Regions from separate parts of the Rattus norvegicus genome. Here region 1 is linked to region 2. Evidence: chromatin contacts called from public Hi-C data. All regions are on one chromosome and are shown on one strand. Each heading gives the region's core, a stretch centred on a gene start, on an enhancer-like site or on the middle of the called end of the contact. The rest is flanking DNA. Distances are from core to core; before and after follow the strand shown.

Region 1 (6,453 bases), core at 1,743-4,242, 130 kb after region 2:
GTTAAGTCTGTGCTAGCCCTGATTACGTACATACTTCTGTCCTAGCACCAAGAGATAAAAGGAGAAATGAGGAACTACGTGTATTAGGGCTGGCCAAATCAGTCCAGAACATCCCAGCATCACGGGGACAGAAACAGGCAGCAGAGAACCAAGACTGAGGAGAGGTATTAAATTATCTTGCTTCTCCAGACAGACTTCTTTAAAATTGGGACCAATTCAGAATAGGAATGACTGAAGATTACAGGCACAGTGCAAAAGAGGCCCGTTGTTGAGAGAGTTAATAAACTATCAAATTTATAAGGCCAGTAAATACCACCTGGAAATTTCTGGATAATCAATTGTCATCTCAACTCACAGATCGTGTTATTTTATATCCTAAACACCATTCTAGTACTTCCTGATGTTCAAGTTGTCCTTTGTGTCAGAACTTGTCTTGAGTGCTTGAAAATGCAGATTCCTAAGCTATCCTGGGTCCCAGAACTGAATTGAAGGACAAGGACTGAATCCCCATGGGGCTACTCAGTTTATTTGAATGATTCATGTAAGCCAGGAGGATCTGTAATCTTCCTTTTGTGCCCTTCATCAATTTAGACATATACATTAGGAATTTACACATTTCCTCCAAATGTTTATGTAACATAAAAATGATAATACTTATGATGGGTTCTTAAAACCACCCCAGTTTATAATGAACACCACTATTAAATTGTAATTAAGAACATAGAATTATTGTGGAAAAGATCAACTGTGCTTCTTGAAGGTGTTGTCCCTATTGTTATTAAAAGTAACTATACTATTAAAGGAATTTATAGCTTTTTAAAGTATCAGTCACTTGCCAGCAGGAACTTAACAAGCTGTTATAATAATACTCCTCCCATACCTTTTTAGTCATCAGAAATTTTACGATAAAGCCTTTTTATTATTTTAAAACTACACATTGTGAGCCATTGTTACTAGTGATTAGACCAAATATGAACTTATTCCAGGGTATAAATTCCTAAAGGCGTGCTTCATTAGGATTACTAACGCAATCTTAACTTCAGCCTTGGCAATAAAGTTCTATTTACTTCTATTAAACTGTGTGTGCTCAAAACTATTTTTAGTGCATTCTCTGAAGCAAACAAACAAACAAACAAACAAACAAACAAACAAAAAAACCAAACCCACCAGTTTGTGAGATATACATGTTACTGCAAAGATGCAAATCAGCCTTGCTGTAGGTTAACTAAGAATCACTAAAAACGCTCTCGGGGATTGTGTTTTTTCTTCTATAATTGCCCCTCCTCAAATTATGGGTACAATTATATCAGAAAATACACTCCCCCTTCTAAGAGGCACCATTCCCTGCATCTCCCTCATTAAAACTGTAAGTTCCGGCCAAAATAATAGATGAAAATAGAAGTCAAGCGAAAGGCTTTGTTTGTAGCGGGTTGTTTTCCTAAGGGTTGCCCCCTACCCACTATCCACCCCAGTGTTCTGGCTGAAGTGTACATGCTATGTTTTAACAGATGGGCTGGCTGGCGGCGGCGGCTGGGCTGTAAAACAGGAACGCAGAATCTGTACTGAGTGGTATTGAACTGAGTGCTCGTAAAGTTCACGGACATATACTGACCCAGACAGACCAGACTAGATTCAGATATGCTTACACATACAGGATTAGATACCTTATAGCTAAGAGGGTTCATCTCTACAATCCAGAGGAAGTTCAAGGCTGAGTTAATCCTCTATATATTTCTACCTCACGCCCCTATCAGTCCCACACATAGACACACACACCCTCAGATATATTCGCTTGTACATCCGCAGCTACTATAAAAAAAATCAACGTTTTATATATTTTGAAAGACAGAACTATTCCCAACACCAGAGCTAACTCTCCATAGTCTTCTTAATAGGCTCTCACTCATATCAAATAAGAATGGCAAGACAATATTGCACTGAATTCTATTTAGTCCATACAGAATATAAGCTGCATGCAACTGCACTCAGAAAAATCAAGCTGCATTTATTACGAGAGGAAAGAGGAAAGGGAGGGTGTGTGTGTGTGGGGGGGATGTAACCCACGCTTAGCCACAAAGTGTCAGGTCTAACCTTGAATCCTCAGTTGTCAGTTCTTGCTACAACTTCATCACTTAAAAAACACGCAGGTGCTTTAAGGAACACCACCAAACCAGGCTGAGAACACCCAGCCTGGTGTTCGCCTCTAGGCTCCCTGCTGGTCCTAACCAAGTTCCTCAGACACACCTGGTGGCAGATGCGGAGATCTGAGCAACCCAGGAAGAGGGGCGCACATTCAAAGGCTGACAGGAAGCAATTACTTCCCAAAGTTTAGCGTTCAGCACCGCTGTCATTTTCGTCGGATCAGCAAGAGTACGGAAGAGGCCTGCTACTGTCCCCAGCGGGTCCCTCCAGTTCTCAGTCGGAACGCGACCAGCGCTTGCTGCGCACGCCGGCTCGGGCGCCGGTTAATGTTTAGGAACCACTCGCAGCCATCTAGGAACTGCTGTGCGCGCACCGAGGTGTCCCCGCGCGTCGTGTCGCCGCCGCAGAGGGGCAGGGGCGCGTCTGGGACTTAAGGGTGGCAACCACCAACGCCAAGTCGGTTCCGACGCATAGTCACGTTCTGGGCCGAGTTGGGATGCTTTGAAAATGAGAAGTTCGGGAGCCCGGACGCTGACAGAGAGTAAGTGTCCCCTGCCTTGCCTTGCCCTCCCACAGCCCCACGCTCCCACCCACCAGCACCAAGGCGGTCTTCGGCTCTCTGGCAACACGGCGCAGGGGAGCCGCTTTCACGGCGCGGCCACTCACCCTCCTGGCCCAGTCCAGACGCCAAATCCACGCCCCTGCTGCAGATCCTCAGTCCCAAGTTGCCCGGAACCGCCGGCTGCTCTTGCCCCGCCGGACCTGGGCGCATTGGCTTTACTGGGCACCTGACGGGGATCGCCGCAAGCTCGGCGGTCGCCTGGCTCAGCAGTCGCCCAGAGCGCGCTGACAATATACGGACCCGCTCAGCGAATGAGGCGGAACACCGCGCAGAGCTGACTAGGCTCCGAAGGGGGCGGAGCCCTGGGGCGGGGCCAGTCTTGAGCCAGCCCCTATAAGGCGGGGCGGCTACTAGTGTTTGACTGGCGGAGGCCATAGCCAATAGTCAGGGCACCAGGATCCTTGGAGGCTGTGGGAGGTGCATAGCGCGTCGTCCTGCCCCCTACTCGGTGTCCAATCGCTTGCTGGTGAGCGTTGGCCCGGAGACGCTCTAGCTGCCCGCAAGTTGGCAGTTGTGAAGTGCGGTGGCGGCGGCGGCGGCGGTGGCGTCTGGCAGCTCCTGCGTGGTCTGATGCAGTGGGACCCGAACGCCCCGGGAACGAGGCTGCGACCAGGAAAGGCTCTTGCTGACAGACTGTAGGAGTTCCCAGAGCCGTCGCGAGTGGGCACGCTGTGGAGAGCAACACTCGTACCTCATACCAATAGGAAGCGAGGAACTTGGCCCCAAAGGCGCCCCAGCCACCGGAGGATTCTGAGTACTCACACAGTCTGCGTCTCAAGGGTCCAACTACACTGGAAACGGTTCTAAGCTCGATTTGGCGGTTGTCTTTGAAACAAGAACTCTGGCTCAGCCAACCTCCGGGAAAGTACAAAGCAGGACTCTCCTTTTCCTTCCACAAGGTTAGGGACCTTTAGCAAAAGCCTTCTCATGCCCAAAGGCGTCCCATGCACTTCCCATCCGCCACAGTGGGTTCTGTGGCTGTCTGCTTGGTCCTCCAGGAATATCGAGAAGCCAAAACTATCCGTCTTCTTGGACAGAAAACCGCAGAGCAGGCCAGATCCGTCGGACTCTCCATTTCCCTCTCTCCCCTTTGGAAAACCTTGATTAGGATGAAGGCATGAAGCGGCTCATAGCTGGTAGTTAGGAGTGCACTGGGAGCCTTTAGACCACTGTTGGCTTTCCCCTGCTTCATTCAGTCTTGCCAGAATAGTCTTTTTAGTCAGGTTTTAAGACTACACCACACACACACACACACACACATACACACACACACACACACACACACACACACACACACGCACACGAATCAAAGAGTATTGCTGTCTAACTAAGGCTTAGAATATGAGCATGTCCTAGACTGTCTTCTTAGGGTAGGCAGATCCAATCTGTGCCTAGACCTGTACTTGTTGTGCATCCAACTTGTATTAACAGGAATGCACAACAGTATAGGAAAGGGGCCAAACTTCCTGATGGTCTGCCACTCACGTGTCCCCCACCTCCACACTCTTGCTTCCAATCCAGGCACTTCAGATCACTGTCTCAGCTCTGAGAAACTCTAAGGAACTACGTAGTCTTTCAGTACAGATGACTATTCATGTGTGAGAGAGCTGCAGGTATAATTTCAATGGCCATCTGGCTTCCACAACTTTCTCCTTTATAGCTCATGTCTCAGGAGAAGCCTCTGATGAGGTCACCAGGGAGAAGGAAGGTAAAAGGCCAGCTTTCATCTGGCAAGGAATGAAACAGCACCAGTAGCTGAGAAAGCTGCAACTCTTAGGTGAGCTCTGGCATGGGTTTGGTTTAACTCTGTGGAAAGAGGTCCATAGGCCTCTTGTTGTCAGAAGGGGAAAAATGGGACCCATATAGCCCTTAACAAGCTGTAAAAATTAGTAATGTCAAACCTGCACATTAAGTTCTGTCTTGCTTACTGAACCAAAAGACTGGTACAGATAAGAAAGATTCAATTCCAACAATCACTTGAAGCTGTGGAGTGACTAAGGGGAACGGCTTTGCCTACAAAAATTTAGAGGTAGATAAAGCGAAGAGAACATATGAATCTCTGTTCATGCTGGGACGGAGTGGGACTGGGGTGAGGACAGGTCTGGAGGAATCAGAGAAGGAGGTTCGGAAGACTACTCCTGGTTCTAGTGGTACATCAGTCAGATTTCCTCCCTGAGACAAAATACCCAAGGAAGTGTTGTCCTGGCTTACAGTTAGAGTTCATGGTCTCTTGACCTCTTCGGGCCGATGGCAGCATGGTGCTTCATGGTGGAAGCCCTAGGTAGAACACCACTGCACACTTCAATGGTAACCAAGTATAGGGGGCCTGGCAGAGAAGGGAGACGGATGGAAACACTGCAGTGTCCTTTCAGTGGGCCCTACTTCCTAAAGTGTTCGCAACCTCCTGAGAGTGCCACAGGCTGGGAACCAATCCTCCAACCTGTGTGTCTTGGATCCAAACTACAGCAAGCAGGAGAATTTCAATCTCTCTTTTAAGCCCATGCTCTTCTGTTTGCTTTCACGATTCTCTGGAAGCCCCTTCGCTGAGGGCTGTCAGGAAACATCATCTTTGACTGGGATAATCAGGATGTGCCCATGGAAGAAGAGTATTTCTTTGGACTTTTTCCATTCACACTTATGATGTAACTAGAGAAGTTGGCTATCAGTGCTCATCATGATCACACCCTGGGAGGGTTTTTCACAGGTGCTAATTGTTATTTTAAAACCATCTTTTGGCTGGTTGGCTGGCTCAGACAGTAAAGAGTATTTTGCTACTAAGCCTGAATACCTGAGATCTGTCCCTGGGCTCCCCATAGGAGAATAGAACTGACTCCCCTCAAATTGACTTCTTACCTCCACATGTGTAGCATGATGCGTGTGTGAGAGTGCACACGTGCACATGCACATGCACACACACGGTTGTAGTATTAAAAAATTAAAAATTGCTTCCTGGTTGCTGCCGCTGCAGAGAGCCCCTGGGCAGCACCCCACGAGCGAACCTGAGCCTCGGGACCACAGGTAAGACCAAATTTTCTGCTGCAAGAAAGCTGCCTGGTGAGCTTGGGACACACGGAAGCAGAATTTCTCTAGGACCGGGCACGTTCTGTGTTTACCGGAAGTCCCACACCCGCGGATCCCGGCCCGCAGCAGCTCTCTGCTCCCAGACCCGGTGAGAGAGAGACCCAACCGCCTGGTCAGGTGGGCACTCCTGAGGCTGCAGAGCGGAAGAGACCACCAACACTGCTCACCCCTGCCCACATCCCTGGCCCAAGAGGAAACTGTATAAGGCCTCTGGGCTCCCGTGGGGGAGCGGCAGGACCCCTGCCAGAGACACCGCCGGACCCTGAAGGAAACAGACCGGATAAACAGTTCTCTGCACCCAAATCCCGTGGGAGGGAGAGCTAAACCTTCAGAGAGGCAGACAAGCCTGGGAAACCAGAAGAGACTGCTCCCTGCACACACATCTCGGACGCCAGAGGAAAAAGCCAAAGACCATCTGGAACCCTGGTGCACTGAAGCTCCCGGAAGGGGCGGCACAGGTCTTCCTGGTTGCTGCCGCTGCAGAGAGCCCCTGGGCAGCACCCCACGAGCAAACCTGAGCCTCGGGACCACAGGTAAGACCAAATTTTCTGCTGCAAGAAAGCTGCCTGGTGAACTCAAGACACAGGCCCACAGGAACAGCTGAAGAC
Region 2 (5,933 bases), core at 1,157-3,656:
CACACAACATGCACAAGGCCTGGGTTCAAGCCTTACTACCCCCTCCCTCCATAAAAGTGAAAACCATGGCATCTGTGACAGCTTGTTCTCCGTGTCTTGCAGTCTAATTGTTCTCTGATCTTGTATCCCAGAGAAACGTCCACTTTGTCTGTGTCCAATTGTACTTTATTGGCACCATTTTGGGAAGGCCCTGCTTATTCTTTGATTATATTTCAATTTAGTGTCTTCAGTTATGGGAAGTATGTGTTTTTTTTGAACCCCATGTGCCACTTGCTTCTCTGGGCAGGAAGAGTGGCAACAATCTGCTGTTGAGGAGAACATGGACAAATACCTATATAAACCATTCCAGCAGAGTTTGTAACAGAATATTTGATTGGCCTAAATTTCTAACAATATGAAATAAATTACAGAATTACTTAAAATAGTAATATCAAGTGATGACATAATCTTTTGCTTATAAACATGGTCTACTGCTGGGTAGAAAAACTTCTGGTTACAATGTATACTCTGATCCTATAATGTAGATACATTTATGCAGACATAGAAACACATTTACTAAAACATGGACTAGAGGGATACTTGACAAAGCAGTGGTTGTTCTTGGCATAGAATTATGAGATATGAGTGGTTTTAAGGTTTTATGAAATATATTGTTTTTCTGAAATGAACATGGACCATAGAGCTATATCTACACATGCTTTGTATAGAACATTTATACACACAGACTCATATTTAAGGAGGGAGGAGAGAAAGGGAGAGGAGGGGAGGAGAGAGAGAGAGAGAGAGAGAGAGAGAGAGAGAGAGAGAGAGAGAAACACAGAGAAACACAGAGAGACAGAGAGACAGACAGAGACAGAGAGAGACAGACACAGAGAGCAAGAGAGAGAGACAAAGAGAGACAGAGACAGAGAAACACAGAGAGACAGGGGGACGTGGGTGTCTAGCTGGTACACAGCACCACAGTAAAAGCACTTACCTTAGAACACCAGTGTGAACTAGAGCCTGTGGTATTCCCCACTTCTCAGAGACAGACATGGGGAGGAGCGAGTTTCGTAACCTACCCAAGGAGAGCTAGCAAGCAAGTGGCAGAGGTGGGATTCAAACTAGCCTCCACTTTTTGTTCCTTGTTTTCTCTATCAACACTTGTATTTTACACCACATGGTAACTGGGTGGTGAGCACAAGTGTATGCTAGGTTGTTTTAAAACTTAGGCAAGACATGGTAAGTCATGCCAGCTCTGTGGATGTGCAAAGCAGGGGTTTGGGGAGTATATTTCAAGTTGCTGAATGGTTGCCCGGGATGTTATCATGGTAATTCTACAAAATTTCCTGGGCTACTACTTTGATGGATGTTAATTCTTTTATCTAACCAGAATAAGGACCAGTTTCTTGGCATTTAATCTCCGCAACATTATCATGCTCATCGGCCTAATTCACAATGGGCAAAGGTTGACCTCAGTTGCAATGCCTTTGCTTTTCCGGTTCCTGTATGCCCTCTGCTTCAGTTACATTCACCCTGCACCCAGCGAGGCACTCATTCTGCAGTGGTGCCTCATCGCCTAAGTATGCAGCAAACACCAGGGAGGTGTAAGCGGCCTTGATTTTCCTGCTGGGCCTCATCTACACAAGCAGTGCCCAACAGTGCTTGCTGTACACAGGGCACACACGGTTCACATGCTGAAGCAAGGATGACACTTGTTTCTTGAGCCCTCACTGTATGTGCCCAGGATTATCTTCTATGTGACCTAATAATCCATACAATAATTTCTGTAGAAGGTAAGCCGTACAAGAGCGGCCCTGGCTTCTGTCTCGGGTCTAGCCCTAATGAGTGTGCTCATAACCATTCTCTCCTATCTTCATCCTTAGCAAAAAATGAGAGGGGGGAGAACAGAGGAGGGGGCTCACACTTACCAGTTCTTATCAGCATAAACAGTATCTGTTCATGGTGCTTGGCCTGGTGTGAGACACCACCATGCCACTGTGGATAGTGTTTGCAGCTAAATGGCCAGTTTAATCTTATTCTTCGGCTAACACTTGGTTGGTGGTTGGTTGCCTTTGAAGACCAAGGTCAGTGCTGGAGGATACTAATCTGTATGGCATCTTTCAGCTGACTGGCCCACCCCCAGGGCTGGGGCATTCATCTTGCTTTGTTTTTTCTGGTGCCATAAGAAATGAGGCAGGCAGCTGGGAAGGCTCACGTCCAATCCCTGCACTGGAGAGGCAGCAGTCAGCAGGGCCTACCAGGGGAGATCCTGTCTCAAAAGGCCCAAACAAGCAAACAAGTGGACAAACCAACCCAGGAAGCAGACTAAAATCTTTGTGTTGAAATAGCCAGCAGTGAGCTGCGCTGCCTACTTTTCTGTGGGGATCTCATTTTAATCATTAACTTGTCCCTGAGTCATGATGCTGATCTATTTTTGGAATTAAGTTCAACCGACAAACAAACCGAGGAGAAACCCAACTGTGATGAGCAGAGCAGGGCCTGAGACACTGGGGAGTTAGTGCGGCATGCTACTACCAGTGAATGGTCTCACTGGCTGACTGGGATGAACCGCCGAGGTGGGCATACTGTGGGTTCAACCTGATTACAGTGTCACTACGTTAAGTCTTAGTCAGGGCTTCTATTGCTGCAGCAAAACCCCATGATCAAAAAGCAAGTTGGGGAGGAAAGGGTTTATCTGGCTTACACTTCCACATTGCTGTTCATCACTGAAGGAAGTCAGGACTGGAACTCAGAGCAGGAACCTGGAGGCAGGAGCTGATGTGGAAGGGTACCACTCACTGGCTTGCTCAGCCTGTTTTCTTACAGAATCCAGGACTACCCAGCCAGGAGCAGCATTACCCACAATGGGCTGGGCCCTCATCACTAAGTAAGCCTTACAGCCAGGTTTTATGGCGGTATTGTCTCAATTGAGGTTCCCTCCTTTCAGATAACTCTAGTCTGTGTGTCAAGCTGACACAAGTCCGGCCAGCACAGTCCTTCACTGAAGGGTGGGTATGAGGGGATAGTAGACTCTGCCTTGAGAGGCCAAGGTTAAGTCCCCAAGCTAGGAAGAATACTTTGTAGGTGACTTTGTACCAGAACCAGATTTTGGTGGCAAAAACTTTCCATCAATTACATTCCTCCCACAAATCTCCTTAATTGGAAGCCATCATGAGAATGAAAGAAACTTGGAGAAGGACACACACATGTTTCAGAGCTGGAATTGAGGCAGAGAAGGCCAGGTTTCAGTATGCACTCATTCTGGGTTCTTGTCTGAATGTGCCCTGCTCGCTTGGTCCTTGGGAGAATTACTAATCAACTTGAGCTTCTTGGGAGAGTTCTTACTTTAGAAGTGCACACGTTCTAGGCTGAACTGCCTTGATTTGTCTGTGGAGCTGGAACATGGAGGGGGCAGTGTGACGAAAGGAGGTGTCAGACCCTTTGCATGTTTAAAAACTGGAGATAACCCCAGTGAACCTGACTGTTGGGGGGAGGGCGGCAATGGGGGGGGGGTTGGGAGGGGAACACCCATAAGGAAGGGGAGGGGGGAGGGGGATGTTTGCCCGGAAACCGGGAAAGGGAATAACACTCGAAATGTATATAAGAAATACTCAAGTTAATAATAATAAAAAAAAAAGCCTTAAAAAAAAAACTGGAGATAAGACCTGAATACCATGCTTTTTCCTTGCCTGAAGCAAAGCAGACCACACACTGCTACCAGTGTTTGAGTCCCTGAATCCCCGTGCTGTCCCTGCATGCACTTCCAGGTCAGCTGGAGCTGGGCAGAGGGAAAGTCTGACTCCAGGGAAGCTAAGGAGATGCTCACTGTGGATGCCCATGCAGCCAGGCTGGAAGTCAGAACTTATCAGACGATTGCTCAAGCCTGGGCCTCCTTCCATAGCTCTAGCTGTACACATCCAACGCCCCACTCCACATCACCACTGAGATGACTAACAGACAACTCAAATGTCATCCGTCTAACAGAAGCAGCCCAAGCCTTTATTTCCAAATCTCTTTATCAGTAAATGACAACTCTGCTATCGTACTCACTCACGAGCCTGTCTCCTTTCCGTGTCTTACCCTGCTCTTGTGGCTCCTCCGTACCAGTACTATCTCAAACTGACAGCTTCGGTCTGGGCACTTCATCCCATTCTCACTGCTGCCAGGTCAGCCTGGGTCCCTATTATGTCTGGAGATGATAACTCCCGGTCCCTCTCTGCCGCCTCACAGCCCAGTCAGAAACAGCAGTCATCGTCATCTAGAAATACCAAACACACTCATTCTCAACTCCCCAGCAGTTCTAATAAAATCCACCCTGCTGGGAAATACAGGGTCAGACCTCACCCCATCCCACTGTTCTGACTGTGTCTCCCACTAGCTTCCCCTTCAGAGAACGGACTTCACCCGTTACTGAATGGTTAACTCCTCGTCACTTAACTCCTAGCTCAAAGGCCTCTGCTCGCTGAAAATGCTTACAGGTCAGGGAGAGCGCTCAGTAGCAAAGCACCTGCTATGCAAGCAGGAAGACTTGATTTGGGATCCCCAGTGCCCCTGTAAAAGCTGGGCATGGTATGTGCTCCTGTCACCCTAAAGCTTGATGGGGAAGGGAAGGACAGGAGGCAGAGACAGGAGGATTCCAGGGACTTACTGGGCAGACTGTCAATCCAATCAGTGAGCTCCAGGGTGAGTGAAGAGACCCTTCTGTACAAACACAGTGGGGACAGCGGTAGAGGAAGGCACCTGGTGTTCGGTTCTGTTCCTCCCCATCCCATACACGTTCACACGCACACACATGCATACCACAAACATACATCTGTGAACAGCTGGCATATTTTCTACAGGGCACAGAATGACTGTCAGAAAGAAGCATCATTTCTTTGTTACTGATTCATTTGTTGCTATCCATTGCAGTAAAACCTCCTTGAAGACATTTATATTGTTACATAACACAACAACATATCACACACACACACAGACACACACACACAGACACACACACACACGCACACACACATGCACACACACACGCGCGCGCACACACACATGCACACACACGTACACACGCACGTGCACACACACATACACACATACACACATACACACACATACACATACACGCACGCATACACACACACACGCACACGCACACATACACACACATACAAGCCAAGTGCTGACTACATTTGGTATGGCTTGGGCAGATGTGATTACTTTGTGCTGGATAACCAATTGGGGCTCATCTCTAGAAGAGGCTAATTCTCCTTCTCTTTATTTAGTTACAGTGTTATCCTAGCAATACCCTAGTAATTTTTCCTTTTTTAAAAAATCGAAGATAGATTTTCTTCATACAATATATTCTGATTAAAGTTTTATCTCCTTCAACTCCTCCCAGATCTTCTCTATCTCCCCCTCCACCCAAATCCACACCCTTTCTTTTTCTCATTAGAAAACAAACCGGCATCTAAAAACTAAACTAAAATAAAGAACAAACAAACCAGAACAGGATAAAACAAACAAATAGAAAAAAAAAGAGCCAAAGAAAAACCACACACACAAACACACACAAACACACACACACACACACACACACACACACACACACACACACACACACGGAAATCCCATAAAAACACAAAACTAGAAATTGTAATATATACGCAAAAGGCCTATAAGTAATATGAGGAAAAAAAAGAGACTCAAAGTGATGAGAAAAAAAACCTTCCAAAAATACCAGAGCTTGTTTCTTCTCCCCCTCCTTCTTTTTCCTCTTTCTCCCCCTCCTCCTCCCTCTTCTTCTTCTGCCCTCCCTTTCCCCCTTGTCCTCTTTATTTTAAGGCTGGCATGGTGTACATGCCTTTAATCCTAGGTCTCGGAAGGCAGAAGCAGTCAGATCTCTGAGTTGGAGCCTAGCTCCTAGAGAGCGAGTGCCAGGACAGTCAAGGCTATAGGGA

What was found. Hi-C and Micro-C count contacts between places; a contact is called where the count stands out from the background.
Region 1: a contact with region 2 is called in a Hi-C map of liver, with 5 times the contacts expected there. The contact joins the promoter of Marchf3 here to the enhancer-like site in region 2. A contact is called at or near these places in 2 of 12 Hi-C or Micro-C datasets (hepatocytes and liver).

What each region holds. Positions count from the first base shown.
Region 1 is chr18:52,584,305-52,590,757 of GRCr8, forward strand. It overlaps Marchf3 (membrane associated ring-CH-type finger 3), which reads right to left and starts at 2,993. Exons shown (of 5, transcript NM_001007759.1): 1 at 2,809-2,993.
Region 2 is chr18:52,453,230-52,459,162 of GRCr8, forward strand. The region is part of intron 3 of Marchf3 (membrane associated ring-CH-type finger 3); the gene reads right to left. Among named protein-coding and RNA genes, the nearest start is that of Lmnb1, 82 kb to the left of the region's middle. Within about 2 kb of position 2,407, at least 10 of the 93 cell types and tissues checked have an H3K27ac peak or open chromatin away from gene starts, as enhancers often do. A contact at or near this core is called in hepatocytes and liver, where this site is marked.